3 separate regions of the Zea mays genome follow, and regions 2 and 3 are each linked to region 1. The links are chromatin contacts, called in public Hi-C maps. All regions are on one chromosome and are shown on one strand. The core of a region is the stretch at or near the end of the contact, and the rest is flanking DNA. Distances in the headings are between cores, read along the strand shown.

Evidence for each region. A called contact is a pair of places that touch in the nucleus more often than the background predicts.
Region 2: a contact with region 1 is called in a Hi-C map of endosperm, with 3 times the contacts expected there. The contact joins the promoter of LOC103635017 here to the promoter of LOC100501361 in region 1. A contact is called at or near these places in 6 of 25 Hi-C or Micro-C datasets (bundle sheath, ear, endosperm and 2 more).
Region 3: a contact with region 1 is called in a Hi-C map of ear, with 3 times the contacts expected there. The contact joins the promoter of LOC103636848 here to the promoter of LOC100501361 in region 1. A contact is called at or near these places in 9 of 25 Hi-C or Micro-C datasets (bundle sheath, ear, endosperm and 4 more).

What each region holds. Positions count from the first base shown.
Region 1 is chr8:30,519,734-30,524,769 of Zm-B73-REFERENCE-NAM-5.0, forward strand. It overlaps LOC100501361 (Triose phosphate/phosphate translocator, chloroplastic), which reads right to left and starts at 2,970. Exons shown (of 12, transcript NM_001196104.2): 1 at 2,515-2,970; 2 at 2,352-2,420; 3 at 2,218-2,283; 4 at 2,062-2,140; 5 at 1,847-1,967; 6 at 1,666-1,761; 7 at 1,472-1,584; 8 at 1,331-1,408; 9 at 1,123-1,239; 10 at 918-1,017; 11 at 723-823; 12 at 221-628. The coding sequence starts at 2,774. The coding sequence ends at 614. It also overlaps a transcript of LOC100282723 not described here.
Region 2 is chr8:30,082,045-30,087,080 of Zm-B73-REFERENCE-NAM-5.0, forward strand. It overlaps LOC103635017 (protein NLP3), which reads right to left and starts at 2,381. Exons shown (of 5, transcript XM_008657585.3): 1 at 1,610-2,381; 2 at 1-393. The coding sequence starts at 1,874.
Region 3 is chr8:30,174,735-30,179,770 of Zm-B73-REFERENCE-NAM-5.0, forward strand. It overlaps LOC103636848 (pentatricopeptide repeat-containing protein At5g66520), which reads right to left and starts at 2,763. Exons shown (of 5, transcript XM_035961651.1): 1 at 1-2,763. The coding sequence starts at 2,708. The coding sequence ends at 960.

The DNA of each region.
Region 1 (5,036 bases), core at 1,720-4,219:
CCTCCTGTGAAAATGTGAAAAGGGCTTCGGCTCCTCCTGGAGGATTATGCACGACAGGAGCTCAGGATTATGCTGTAGGCAAACTTCGGTGTTTACTGGCACAAATCAAGTGGGATTAAAACTTATGATAGAATGCTTATTTCTTCTTTGGCCATGCTATAAAGATATAGGGCATGGATGTGCAGTTTAAAAGTCTAATGATGAGTGATAATGTACACTTATAAAATCTAGTAATTTATTGAAGCACAAAAAAAATTGAAAATAAATCCAACTTAAAGAGTTTAAAATAGATGAGTTGATAATACTGCAGCAGGAGTCCGACTCTGTCCTGTTTACAAAGAAGATATATAGATAGGTCCATGTCCAATGAGTATAGTCGATCTAAACTGCTGAGCTGAGAGAGAGGGAGAGAGAGAGAGTTACAGGCGTATATGAAGGTCACTCGACGATCATCTGTTCTGCAATGTGCTGCTGTTCAACACCAGATAATAGATTGGTAATAAACAAAGCGACTCAAGACGAATACTACAAAACAAGGCATAATCTTGATTGTCGACGATGTTGTTGTTGTGTCCCAGACGCAGAAGGTAAAATATTCACAGCAGTCAGCTCATCATGCGCTCTTTTTCTGGATTTAAGAAAATATATAGTAAGATGGCACAGCAATCAAATGTGCATCCACATTTCCACTGATACCGCTTCATGTATTGAGGAAAACTCACCCTTTTCTCCTCTTCAATCTTAGCCTTAATGTAAGAGTACATAGCAACACCAGCTATGGCAATGGACGTGCCAATTCCAGTTTGTGTGCTAATTTTGTTGCCTGTGAGGTTTAGCAAGTGTTAGCTAGCTAGAGCATTACATCACAGCAGCAGGGGAAAACAAGGGGGGGGGGGGGGGGACTGTCGTCCACTCACCAAAAACAACGATTGAGAAGCCAATGACAAACACACGCTTCAACACATTGCCCACAGCATGTGTCAGAGGAGCCACTCGCTCCAAGGTGTTCGTAGCAATCTGCAATACCATTCATTGGTCAACAAAATGGTAGATCAGTAAATACTAGGCTTCATGTGGCAAGCCAAAGCCAGCTAAAATTGCTAAACGGGTGATTCATGTTACCTGGTTGTACAGATGGTAGAACAGTCCAACCAAGAATAGGTCACTAACAAACTTTGTCAAGCCTACTTTTGCAATGGCATCACTGAATCCATGCTGCATTAGCCGGGGCCCTTCAAACTGCACAATCATATATGGACCATTAAAATTGTATGTATGGCCCACGAATCCTATTTCTTACTACTACTTAACTGTGGTAATCCACACTTACGATCACTGCAGGCGGAATGCAAACAATGAGAGCAATTATTGAAATGTAAGCATACACGTTGGTGCTATCCATGTCAGTCTGCAATGCCAGAAACGATTAGAAGGATGGTTAAGACAAGAGAGCAAATCGTAAACAACAGACCATGGCTTTCTTGGAATAAATGCTCCTGTAGGTGAATGAGATGTTTGATATCATGGCATTGATGAAGCCAGTCCAGTTGAATGAGAGCTCAGTAAGGGATGCCATTGAAACACCTGGCAGGTAATTTCATGTGATCGCTTAGCTAGAGCATTAGGATTAATTATGAGATGATGATCGAACTGAGGATTACATACCGATGACAACAGGGGCAAGAGAAAGCCACAGAGAGAAGGGAACTTGCTGTCCAAGGATAAACTGAGTAGCAGCTGCGCTGAAGAAGGGCTCCAGAGCTGCATCGCAAGTATGTGACATAAGAACATGGGCAAGAAGAATCCACATCGAAATAAAAAATTGGAAGAAAAGAAAAAAAATCACCTTTGATAGTGTGGGCAAATGAGACTGCAACAGCAGCGAAGGACACATTGCTAGTGATGTGACCAATACCATGGCACAGGGCGACTGGAAAGAGAAGCTTCAGGAGCGTGCCATTGATAGGCTACAAAACAAAGAAATACTGCTAGATGAGGCCGGAAATACTAGCTAGTCCGTCCTTCATTAGATTAGATAAACGATGCATGGGGATGGGCTACCGCTCGCTTGGGGAGACCGACACTCCAGCTGATGAGGCAGTATACGACACCCACTACTAGATGGATCAAGGACACAAAGCTGCAACGAGCAAAATGTTGTTGGTCCTCATCTATTTATGAATCAATTAATCAAGCCTGCCAGGTTTGCCTACTTACTATGGATAGGGGAAGTAGTTGTAGATCTTCTTGTTGAGGATGTTGAATATGACGTTGAGGAAGTACCTGCAGAAGCCCATGTTTACACAGGACAGAACAGGTGATGAAGCAAATGTGCAGAGAAACAAACGTACCACATGAAGAAGAAGAAGCCAGTGACCAGGGCCGGGTACTTCTCCAGGAAACCCACAGACTTGGCCTCCCTGCTGTCGCCAAGGTAATTAATTAGGAATCAAGTCATCAACAGAGGTGGTGGCTGGTGCATGGGATGGGAGTGCCAGCGAGCAAGCAGCTGACCCTGCGGCTGCGGCGGGCCGCCGTGGCGTGTGCCTCCTGGCGCCCTGCGACGACGACGGGAGCAGTGTGGCGGGGAGGAGGAGCGACGGGCGGAGCTGGCGTCCCCAGACGAGCGGGGCGGCATCGGGCAAGGCGGCGCAGTTCAACGTCCCAGCGGCGTGGTGCGACGGCGCCGCGAGCGCGGGGGCCACCCGACGGCGGAGGCGGATGAGGCCGGAGACACCGGCGGCCCCGCCGGAGAGCGTCCCGAGCGCCGACATTGCAGTTGCAGGAGCCTGCAGGCAGGGGGTAGTCTGGGGGGCAGAGGCAGAGGCTGGCGCGGGCTGGGACTGTGGATGGTATCAATAAGAAGGGTTTGTGGGTGGTGGTCTGGTGGAGGAGGGAGGCGCCGGGGAGTTGGTTGGCGGAGAAGCGCGCGGGGCGGATAGATAGAGCACACGCAACGCCGCGCGGGGTGGCGGACGGCCACGCTGGAGCCCGACGTCGCCGTCGACAGCTTCAACCGGGTTTGGGATTGGTGGTGCTGGTGGTGCCCGGACCCGGACCCGGACCCGGAAGTGAGGAAAAATCGACAACGGGCCGACCGGTAGTTTGGGCCGTGCCAAAGCACCAAAAGCAGTCACGGTGCGTTTTTTTTGTTTTTGTTTTGAGAATCCGTTGGACAGTGCCGGAAATCAAACAGGATTGGATTTTCCTTGAGACAGGACAACGGATGCTTTTGTGTGTGTGTGTGACGTTACATCAACCTAGTCTCACCATATAGAAATATAATATCAGCAGCCAAGTTTCTCATGACAGGCTACATGGATATTTTTTTTCATGGCATAGCAACAACCTAGTCCCATCACACAACATAGCAAAATAAGTTATCATTATATATACTTGTTTAAGGATTTTTTTTGCTTCCAGTAAACATTGTACGGCTCCTAGTAAAAAGTTGATAATGTGCTAGTTCCTTACCAACATATACACTCCTATGTGAAGCCTACAACCATCCTAATGATAAACACAACATGAAACAACTTGACTTCCGAGAACCAAAACCATTGGAAGTTAACTAACTTTCGATTGTTTTGTATATTCTAACTTTCGACGGTCCTATAATTAGCTATAGTAAGTTACACTAGTCATCGTAAGTCATTTATAGCGTTATTTTGAAGAGCAAGAGATTTTCTTCCTACATTTGTATATACAACCTTTGCTTGGCAAGGCGACAACGCTCACGCTTGCTACAAAGACCTAGATGGATAGAGGAGGGAGGGTGAATAGCCCATAAAAATTACTTATGCATCTAACGAATTCTACTAGGGACAATAAAAGGATATGCTAAAGCGATTACTTCCTCTAGTTTTACTCAAGATAATTTTCCCTAAATAAACGAATAGCATGTAAGAGATATGTATAAATAAGACAAGCTATGTGCTAAATAATAGATACATGTTAAGAGAATGAGCTAGTAACAAGTATATGGAGAAGGCGAGGATAGTTTGTGAGCAAACTACATGGGGGCAATGATGACATAATATTTATCCTTGAGGTTTTGGTTCTTATCGGCAACCTATGCCCTCGTTATGCCGACTCCAAACTAGGTGAGTCACATACTTAATTCGTGTAACATTCCGAACCAACAAAGAGTGCTGTAAGAATGACTCGAGGTACTCCAACAAGCCACGATATTACTAGAGTTGGTCTTTGTGAATCCCTCACAGGGATAACCATTAAGCCCCTTCCAATACGATGACCAGAGCTAGCAACAATCACCAAAGCTGATAAGGATTCTCCATTGTCCAAGCCATCTAGATGACAACAACCACAAAGGGTAGTTGGAATCACGTAGCTCAATAATTACTAGTGCTAATAGGACAATAACTCAATATAATCATTAAAGATGATTCCTAATCTCACTTTGGATCAATCACTATCAACAAATATGAGTGAGATGTTTTCTTTGGATTACTAGAGTGTGTATCGAGTTGGAAAGTCAGAATGCTCACCCCAAATACGCACAAAGTTCTATTTATAAGGTCCCAAGAGCAAATTAGTCCTTGGAACCATTACTATGAAGTATGCGGGCTCATCGTACTGTCTGACGCTCCACCACGCCAGACCATCACTCAGGGTCCAACAACCTTAGACCACACCATGTGGACTAGTCGTTAAAATGTTAGCGTTGTTGCCTCCAATGACTATATGACAGTATAGTCCAACACTCCTAGTCCAACGACCATTGACCCATAAATCATAGTGTTTGGCGCCCTCTGAAAATAGACAGAGAGAAACTTGTGGCATTAGATTGATCCAATAGTCTTCATCGAACCAAAGCATATAGTCCGACGCCCATATGTCTAGTCACACAAGTTGCCTGATAGTGGGACTATCCTGGTAAATAGTACGCTTCTCCAGTCCGATGTCACAATTTTCTCAACCATCATGCCATAACTCATGGGTCAATGCTATCCCGGGACTTATAAAAGAGTATATGTGAGTGTTGGACTGGTCCAATGATCCCTATCAAACCAAAG
Region 2 (5,036 bases), core at 1,131-3,630, 440 kb before region 1:
CACCACTGCTATAGTACTGCACATTTGGTGTCCACTCAGGCACCTTTTGCTTGTAGACACGCCCAGGTAGGCCCAGGTCTCCAGCATTTTCCCCATCAACTGAAAACATGTACATCATGGATACAGCCCTGTACTGAAGTAGGCCAATGCTCTGGTGGTCAAGCACAAAAGGCTGTCCTGAAGTAGTAAGCACATAGCGGTCTCCGTTCTTGACTGGTGCCCAGACTTGGACCAACAGATGTTGATCTGTGGACTCCTTGAAGTACCGAAGGGCTTGTGTAAGCTTCTCCTTGAAGAAGCTAGAGTTATCTGTGCCATCTTCGTCCAGAGATAGATGAAACTGCCACTTGTGATTGATTTGATCAACTCTCTTGCCTGTAGTGTGAGAATTCCCTGGATAATAGAAGCATAATGATAAGGCAATGAAGGATGATATAACATCCTAGCCCTATAAGAAAGGGATGCCATTGAGTTCCAAACCTCCTAGCGCTCAAACGAATAGTTAGGTCCCTGTTTCTACCTATGGACAAACCAAGTTTACTGCAGGCATCGAAGCTGGGAAAAACATAATTGGTTTATGAACTCAATGAAGTTAGTAGCATCAATGCTTCGCCTTCACCACACAACAAAGAGAGAGTGTAGAGCCCATGCAGGAACGGTGTCCTAGTTTGTTTGGCACATACCAAGTAAAGTTGATCTCATTGTCTTAATTTAACTATAACAATGATAAGCAATATAATGAGACAAGCAAGGCATTATCCAACTGCTTCCACTTGGAATACATGCAATCTAGCATACAGCCCCATGGCGTCATAACCCACCGATAAATCTAGTAAATACAGCACCAGCTAGCTTTAGAGACAGCACACGAGCACTAGGAGACAGGGCAAAGTAGTCCACACGTTTGTATAGCGCACAAAGTATCGAATGAGTCGGAGTCGGGCAATAATGGCACAGGAAAGGAGGGCACTTGCTTTTTGTAAGCACAGTTAAACTTAGTCGAGTACAGCCTCCCCCTGTAGTGGAATCCAATTTGCCATCAACAAATCTTAGCAAAAATTAGCGTTAAAAACGAAACGTGGCCCCCACCGAGGGTCACCGCGGCACTAACTAGACGAACGCAGTCGAATCGTTGCAAACTAAGAGATGCGGATAACTTTCCCTCCATATTCTTGCGGGGCAAAGATTCAGTTTCATCAAAGACGAGTTTTTTTGGGAGGCCAATAACTTACTGTATTATATAGAGTATGAGCAGGAATAAAATAATTAAAATAAGTAAATAAGAGGGGTGGCATGCCAAAGTCAAACGTGAAGCTGATAGATAACAATGTTAGCAGTAGGCAGTAGCACTAGCGTATCGGTGATGGGAATATGAGCAAGATTCCAACTTTCCGCGAATCTAATCGACCGAAATCGCATGAAGGAGCGCTGGGAGCACAAAATCTCAGGGGATTGGAATCTCCTCATGGAGATTGAATTGGATCCCTTTTCCTTTTTTTCCTTATTTTCTTTCTCTACATCGAAATCGAAATCGAAATCGTGCCTAGGAAAAGGAAGAAAGATGAGATGAGACGATGTAATAAGTAGTCAGAAAGGAAGGAAGGCTCACCGGAGCGTGCCCGCTGGACCTCCTCGACGACGGCGGCTGCGACGGCTGCCTCCGGCGCGGCGGAGGGGGCGTCGAGCGGGAGCAGGTGGCGGTCCTCGAAGAGCCAGAGCGGCGAGGGCGGGGTGAGCCAGGACGAGGAGCTGGCCGGCAGCTGCGGGGAGGCGGAGACGGAGGAGAAGAGCATGGACGTGGTGAGCGAGTCGAAGGGCCAGGCGCCGCCGCTGCCGTCCCCGTGGGCGGAGGCGGGGGAGGGGTCGAAGTCCATGGGATGAAACCTTGCTGCTGCTGGCTGTGCTAGTGTGACCGGACGGCGAAAAGCGGCAGCTAGCGGCGACGTCGGCGGCGGAAGAGGAGGAGCAGGAGGCGACGGCGAGACGGGAGGAGGACGGGAGGAGGGAGTGGTGGAGGGGTGAGGTGCGGTGCCATGTGGGGGAGGGGGGGATCAAATGTGTGCCGCCGCGGCCCGTCGGGAAGGTCGTGGTGGACCGGAATAAGATAATGCCATGTCTGCCTCCGTCGACAACTGGGGTGGGCCCGGCACCATCTCCGTCTCCGTCTCCGTCTCCGTCTCCGTCTCCGTCCCCTACCGCCGGGGAGAGAGCTTCCGGAATCTACACAGGTGGGGTGGGTGCTACTGCTACCGTGATAATATATATTTATAATTAGTAAATATAATAGTAAATTACTCCAGGTTGGCGGTTGACTGGGCAGTCACTAGTGGGTTGGCAGAGAGAGAGAGAGGCCGGAATCAAAATATTCCGCAAGATTAACGTGAATGCATCTGCACTGCCACTGCGCTAGACTGATATCATAGCTGTGGCAGTGTAGATGTCCTAAGTTTTTTTACGAGCTTCTTATTTTGCTAATTCATTTCACGGGCTATATCTGTTTGATGTATTTTGCTAATTCATTTCACGGGCTATATCTGTTTGATGTCCTAAGTTTTTTTTAAAAAAAATTGAGATGTTTTCGACTCTTAGTGAAGTTAGAATGAATAGAGGTAACATAATGGCAGGTGTTGAGGACCAACAAACCTAAACACAAAATAGAGAAATAAATTATATTAGGTAGATTTTTTTCACGTACATAACCGTAGACCTTGAGAAGTTTTTATAGTGGTCTCCTCTTCGTAATTAATGTAAAAAGACTTCAATTATCCTATCAAATTATAGTTGTTTATTTGCATGAGGATAATAAATATTTATCTCCATCAACCTGTTCGTATTGATGGTTAATTCTCGCAAGCATGTCCATGCGTCTAGCGAAGATTAGTGACTGCGGTGGGTTTGTCAGGTGAGCATGTAGAATTTTTACGTCACTTTCAATGACTTGTTTTTGACTTGAGGGCTCTATATATATCCAACCAAACTAACCAACCATTTGAGTTGAGGCATATGTTAGTTAGATCACTTTATTAGTGTTTGCATAAGTTTTGTCTAATGATTATAAGGGGGTGTTTGAACGCACTAGAGCTAATAGTTAGTTAGCTAAAAATATACCAGTAAAATTAGCTAGCTAACAAATAGTTAGTTAACTAGTAGCTAATTTACTAAAAATAGCTAATAGCTGAACTATTAGCTAGGTTGTTTGGATGTCTCTAGCTAATTTAGCCACTAACTATTATCTCTAGTGCATTCAAACACCCCCTAAGTAAGGAATAGATACCTATATCCATTGGTGCTTGTGTGCGTCATTGTATTGAGATATACGGCGTGAGACTTGTAAGTCTTATGAGATCACATCAACTTTGCTATGGTGTGATTGTCATCATGTACTAGAATCATGTACTAGAGAAAATAAGGACTATTTTTACATGAAACTCAATAATAAAGATGACAAAGAGCATCCGAGAGAGTCCCAACCCCAGTACCACCTACAGGTGCTGAAGTTATGAGAAGAAACTAGGACTACTCCTGATCGAGATTTGACCATCACTCACTCCGATCCATCAGGCATCGATCGGTTCCTTTTTTTTTGTGTGTGTGGATCCGATCCAATGGGCATCTTCCGTCGCTTTCGCGAGGAATTGAAGCAGCTATACGCCAACTTGAGCAAATAATAATGATGCCAACGGTATTGCTAGTGTCGTTGAACAAATGGCCACAACAACACACATACATACAAGTTGGCATCATCCCCGCCCACACAATGATAGATAGGATCCCATCGCATCGCATGCATGATCGCATCCACATATATGACAAGCTAGCTCATCAATACATTACATTTTCATCCACATCTTGCTCTTCTATCTCCATTGCTTTCATTTTTTTCTAATTTTATCTTTAGTTCCTAAGCATCTGTTTGTTGGACTGTGGCTATAAAAAACGGTTGTGAGCTATAAGCCATGAAAAAAGTTGTTGTGGCTTTGAGCCGTAAAAAAAACTAAAAATCATTTGGTAGAAGTCGCTAAAAACGCTAAAAGTTCGTCCATATATATTTTAACAGTTTAGCTCGTCCATATATATTTTAGGGCTCGTTTGGTAGAGCTCTGCTCTATGATTCTCTAACCCGGAGAGTCGATTCTTGTCACACCCAGGCTTTAAGGGACAAAGCCGGGTGCATCTCATACATGCGCCAAAGAAGACAACATATATAATAACAGAGCGTATAGAGATAAATGTTACAATAATCAGAGTATTTATTACATAGCGGAAGTCTTACAATATAAAAGATGAATATAGCAGGAACTAAAATCTATCTTTGGCGCCAGAAAGCTGACTCGGAGACGCCACCTAGATCAAGTCGAAAGCCTTGGTATTAGGCGGCTCCTCTTCGACCACCTCTTCTTCTCCTGTGGGGGGTGTGAGACAGCAAGAGTGAGCTCACACTATTTATTGCTCAACAAGTTGTGGGGAATAATGTGCATGAACTCACCAAAGTTGGGAGTTCATGTGTAGTGTAAGGCTAATCAAAGTAATAAAGGCTAAAGCTAAGCATTGCTTTTATAAGTTGGTCAAAATTTTATTAGCAGTTACTAAGTATAAGTAAATACCGAACCTTAGAAATAATAAATAAAAGTAATAGTAAAATAATCCCAGACGCAATGAAATGACAAATTGAGTTTAAGTTCCATAAATTAATCATGTGAGTGTCCGAGCCGCTCATGACCGTGAGCATGGCTAGTATACCAGTTTTAAACTCTGCAGAGTTGCACATCTTTACCCACAAGTCATGTTACCCATTTGCCACGGAGTTGATCAAGCCCCATACACCTCTACCAAGGAAGCGAGGCAGGGTACCACTACGAGGCCTTTACAAAGTTCCACTAGCTTCAAAAAACCCGCTACAGTTTATAGGAAGCTCCAGTGCAGAAATCCCTCACCTGACCGCCATCGTAGCAAAATCAACCCAAGGACCTCCCTACACTGACCACTCCCCTACTGCCCTTGCCCCTTTCGGGTAAGGTAGTCATCCACTAGCTTTC
Region 3 (5,036 bases), core at 1,513-4,012, 350 kb before region 1:
AAGGCAAAGATGTGTCTCTTTTACTAATAATATGATTGCTCAGGATATTTCACCATATTCCAGTGAGTAATTGCATGGTGATTGGAATATATGGAGCAGGAAGCAATACATGTGTGCAGCGCAATCATGTTGTTGGCTTGACTTAGTCGACGACATAATAAAAAAACTGAGGCCTTGTTCGGTTATTCCAATTCCATGTGGATTGAAGTGTATTGGAATGAATTGAGATGTATTTTGACTTGCTATGGATTTAAACCGACTCAATACCGCCCAATCCACATGGATTAACGGTGAAATGAACAAGCCCTGAAGAGGTTCCACAACTGATTCCAAGAGTCTCATAGATGCCAAAACAAAAAATGAAAAATATGAACGTAGAACACCATTTTACAGTTAGCTAGGTGGTGGACTAATGGTTGATAAGCTAAGAACTGGTGACACAAGTTTCAAACCCAACTGTGACACCAGGTGCATAAATCAAATGGTTGTCCCGTCAGTATATTTTCGGAAAACATTCCGGATATATCACAAGTAGAGAAGAATTGCATGATTTCGGGAAACCTGGATCTGCAGCTAGCTTATCAGTCACTACGCAAAAAATGAAAAATATGAACGTAGAACACCATTTTACAAGTTAGCTAGGTGGTGGACTAATGGTTGATAAGCTAAGAACTGGTGACACAAGTTTCAAACCCAACTGTGACACCTGGTGCATAAATCGAATGGTTGTCCCGTCAGTATATTTTCGGAAAACATTCCGGATATATCACAAGTAGAGAAGAATTGCATGATTTCGGGAAACCTGGATCTGCAGCTAGCTTATCAGTCACTACGGAAAACACTTCGACAAAATTTTATCTTATTTTGCATAAAGCGAGAGGGGAAAGGGAACCACGACTGTGGAACCATGGAAACTGGTGCTTTATACAGTAGAGATTTGAGCATAAAGGTGTTAACTGCTACCAATAGTCCTTGCAAGAACAGGTGCCTTCTTTGAACAAATGGAAGCGTGTTCTATCTCTAACAACAATTTCTCTCCCATATACTTTGGATATTAGTTTGGTAACATGATGGCAATCATGGCAAACTCTAAGGTTCTTGAATATCCGAATAGGCATATTGTCACTTATACTAATCAAAGCAAATGCAATTGCCAGCTTCTCACTATGCCGACTAAGAGCACCCTCCTTCTCTTCTTCTTCGATGTCAAGCAAAACTTCCTTCATGTCTGGGATGTAACCCTCCTCCAATCTAATTCTAGTATCAATCTCATACCATTTTGACAAAATATCTTTTATGCGAGGATGAGAGAGATCTCCAACAATGAATTGATGAATAACTCCATTAACCTCCACAGTGCTACAACCAGGTGTCTTGTCAACTCCCTTTTCACGCATTAGGTGCCTGATTTCCCTAGCAGAAGCATGCCTACCTGATGCAGCATAAATGTTAGATAGAAGTACATAAGCGCCACTTTTGTCAGGTTCCAACAAGATCCAATGCTTGGCAACATACTCGGCGAATTCCACATTCTTGTGAAATCTACAACCAGCCATCAGAGCTCCCCAGATCAAGGCATCGGGTTCCATGGGCATTTTCTGAATCATCTCTTTGGCCTCATAAAGAAAGCCATTTCGTGCCAGGAGGTCTACCATGCATCCGTAGTGCTCAATCTTTGGTTTAATGCCATACTTTCTCACCATCGAATCGAAAAGCTCTCGGCCCTTGTCAACCAACCCTGCATGTGTGCACGCACACAACACACCAATGAAGGCAATGTCATCCGGTCTGATACCTGAGCTCTCCATCTGAGCGAAGAGCATTACAGCCTCCGAACCTCGTCCGTGCATTGCCAGTCCTTTTATCATAGTAGTCCAAGCCAGCACATTCTTGTACTGCATTCTTTCAAAAACGTCCATTGCGAGCTGCACCTCACCACACTTGGAATACATATCAACCAAAGCAGTGCCAAAAAACAGGTTGATCTTAATGCCATGAGCCTTGAGGTAACCATGCACCCACTTCCCCTGCTCCAGTGCCCCGTGCTGTGCACAAGCTGCGAGCACCCCCACGAGCACTGTGTCATCCGGGCGGACATCCTCAGCCTGCATCCGCGCGAATATCCTCAGTGCTTCCCTCCCATCACCGGCCTGAACATACCCATTCACCATGGCGCTCCAAGACACAGCATTCCTCGCAGGCATTTCGTCAAACAGTGCCCGGGCGTCAGCGAGCCGGCCCGCCCTCGCGTAGGCGGTGATGAGGGTGTTGAACGTCGAGGCATCCACTGCAGCGGCCGTCCGCAGGAGGAGAAGCCCGTCGGCGAGGCTGCCGAGGAAGCCCGCGTGCACGCGGATAAGCGCGTTGCTGACGAGGACGAACCGGTCCAGACCGAGCTTGACGGCGTGGGTGTGCACGGTAAGTGCCAGCACCGCGGCGCCCGGTACTGCCGGGGACAGCGCCATGGACTTGAGGAGGGAAGGAAGGGTGTGCGGGGTGGGAAGGAGGCCGGCGCGGAGGAGGTGGGCGTAGAGCGGAAGCGCGAGGTGCGGGCGCGCGGAGCGGGAGAGGGCCCGGATGAGCGCGTCGTGGAGCTCCACACTCCGCGGGAGCTGCCCGGACGTAAGCAGCGCCGCCTGGATCCGCACAATCGCCCGCGCTTCGCCGCATCGCGACAGCAGGTCCACGTAGCCCGCGACACCAAACATCTAATGACGTGTGTCCGCGGAGTCGAGGAGGGCGAGGGAGGGGAAGTTAAAAGAGATGGAGATGGGCAGGCACCTGTGGGCTGTGGCTGTGGTGCAGCAGCCGCGGAGGCGACGAGACGTCGAGACGGGTGCGCGCGGCCGGCCACAGCGGCGTGGCCAGGGTGTATTAGGCCAAACACCGGCACGGCATAGCACTATTAGAGCAACTCCAGTAGTTCTCTAAAAGACTTCCTAAATCAATAATTTAGGTAATTAACATAAAATCTATTCTCCAACTGTTCTCTAAACGAACTTTCTAAATTTAACAACTTGTCATCTAACCTTATTTTCTCTCTACATTTGGCAATCATTTATCAACTCCCTAAATAAAAATGTTAGACTGCATTATATAGTTTTTGTAACTTATTTTTTATGTGGATAGATACAAAACAAAATTACAACCTATATTTAGAGAACTATTGGAGAACTCACATTTTTTTACTCCAAAAACCATTTAGCAACTTATTAAATCTGTGATTTAGAGAGCTAAAATTTACACAACTATTGAAGTTGCTCTTAGCCACCACGGCACCACACTACTACAAACTACTACTAACCGTGTCTTGCCGTGCGCCCGTGCGGCACTAGCGGCCTAGTTACTACACCTATAATGTATAATCATGTCGTACTGGTACGACACTAACATATAATAGTGTCTGTATCAGTTCAAACACTATTTTATTTTAAAAGCTCAAAAAATATAAATTATATATAATTTTAAAACTTGAATATTTATTCCTGAACTCATTATATTTAAAACATCACAAAGAATAATTTACAATAACAAGCACATGTCACAATTATATTTATATATCATTGGTTGGTCTAAGTAATGTCTAACTGTGTCGGTCACTTAATCGTGTCGTGTCGTGCTCGTGCCAGTCTATCGTGTCGGAGTGGCGGTTCAAGCACGGTACTAGACCTGTGTCGCGTCAGCACTAGCACTATATGAATCGTGCTCGTGCCCGTGTCGTGCCGAAACACTACGATCGTGACGTGCTTAGTGTCAGCCCATTTTGGCACGCACATTTGGCCATCTATAGGGCAGGGAAGCGCAGCTCATTCTATACTACTCTATTAAGAACCTAATGTAGTTATCTGGTGCTACTACGACTTCACCCTCCGCGCTGACACACTGGATCCGCTCCACGTGTCCCGACTGGCTCTCCGACCCCACGCGCCCCGCCTCGATGTCGTGTCCTATGGGCCCCACGCCGAACATCCGCGCAACACTCTCTCAGCTACTACCCTGTGGACCCTAGTGCTCGCGCAGTCGGTTACTGTGTTTGCTCAGCACCCGATCCCGCCCACGCAGCTACCACACTGTAAAAAAAAGTATAGAGAGAGCACTCGAACCTACGCCCACAGCTCCATAAATTTGGAGCTAACTAACAGACCTATTTATATAATATATAACAACCGTATTAAAATATGAGCAATTGGCTAGTTGTTGTTTATGTCTTGTGTGAAGGATCGGATCAGACTCAGACGCATGCCAGCGGTGGCCACACGTGCCGCATGCCTCGTGCATATAATTTATGTGGTACCATTTTCCACTCAGACGCATAGGATAGGGATGTAACGACTATATATCTGTCGGATAGTACCATTTCATACTCATATCCATTAATAAAATTATATTTGTTGGGTTACCCAAATACGCTCGTAGATATTAAATCTTACCCATATTTGTACTTGTGCGGATAATTTTACCCGTCGAGTAACCCGTACTCACTAGAAAGGTCTTAAATTCTAATATTTCTATCACTTAAAATGTCAAATAAACACACAAATATAAGTTCACCTTAAAATATAGAAATCATGTGATTACATAACTTAGTAGTTAAAAAATAATATTCAGAGAAGGATTTTCTTTAGCTAAGATATGCTCATTATTGATAATAATATTATGATGGATGTATAATTTACTCATGGGTATATGGATATGGTAGTACCCATTCATATCTATATTCGTCTACCCGACGGATAGAGATTTTGGTCCACTATTATACCCGCGGATAGAGAAAACATTTCAACCTACCTATATATTGAATAAAACCTGTCGAATTTTCGGGTTTCAGGTATCTATTATTATCTCTAGAGGTGAAGATATTTCTACGGACCACCGGCCCAACCCATTAAGACTCAACACAGACATAGGTAGGCCCAGAGTTGCATTGCCTGCCGCGGTGCCGCCGCCACACTTCCGCCACCAACAGGCTCCAATTTTTCAGCACTGAAACACATTCTCCAATTTTTCATCTTATTACTGATACTGGCCTTTTGCAA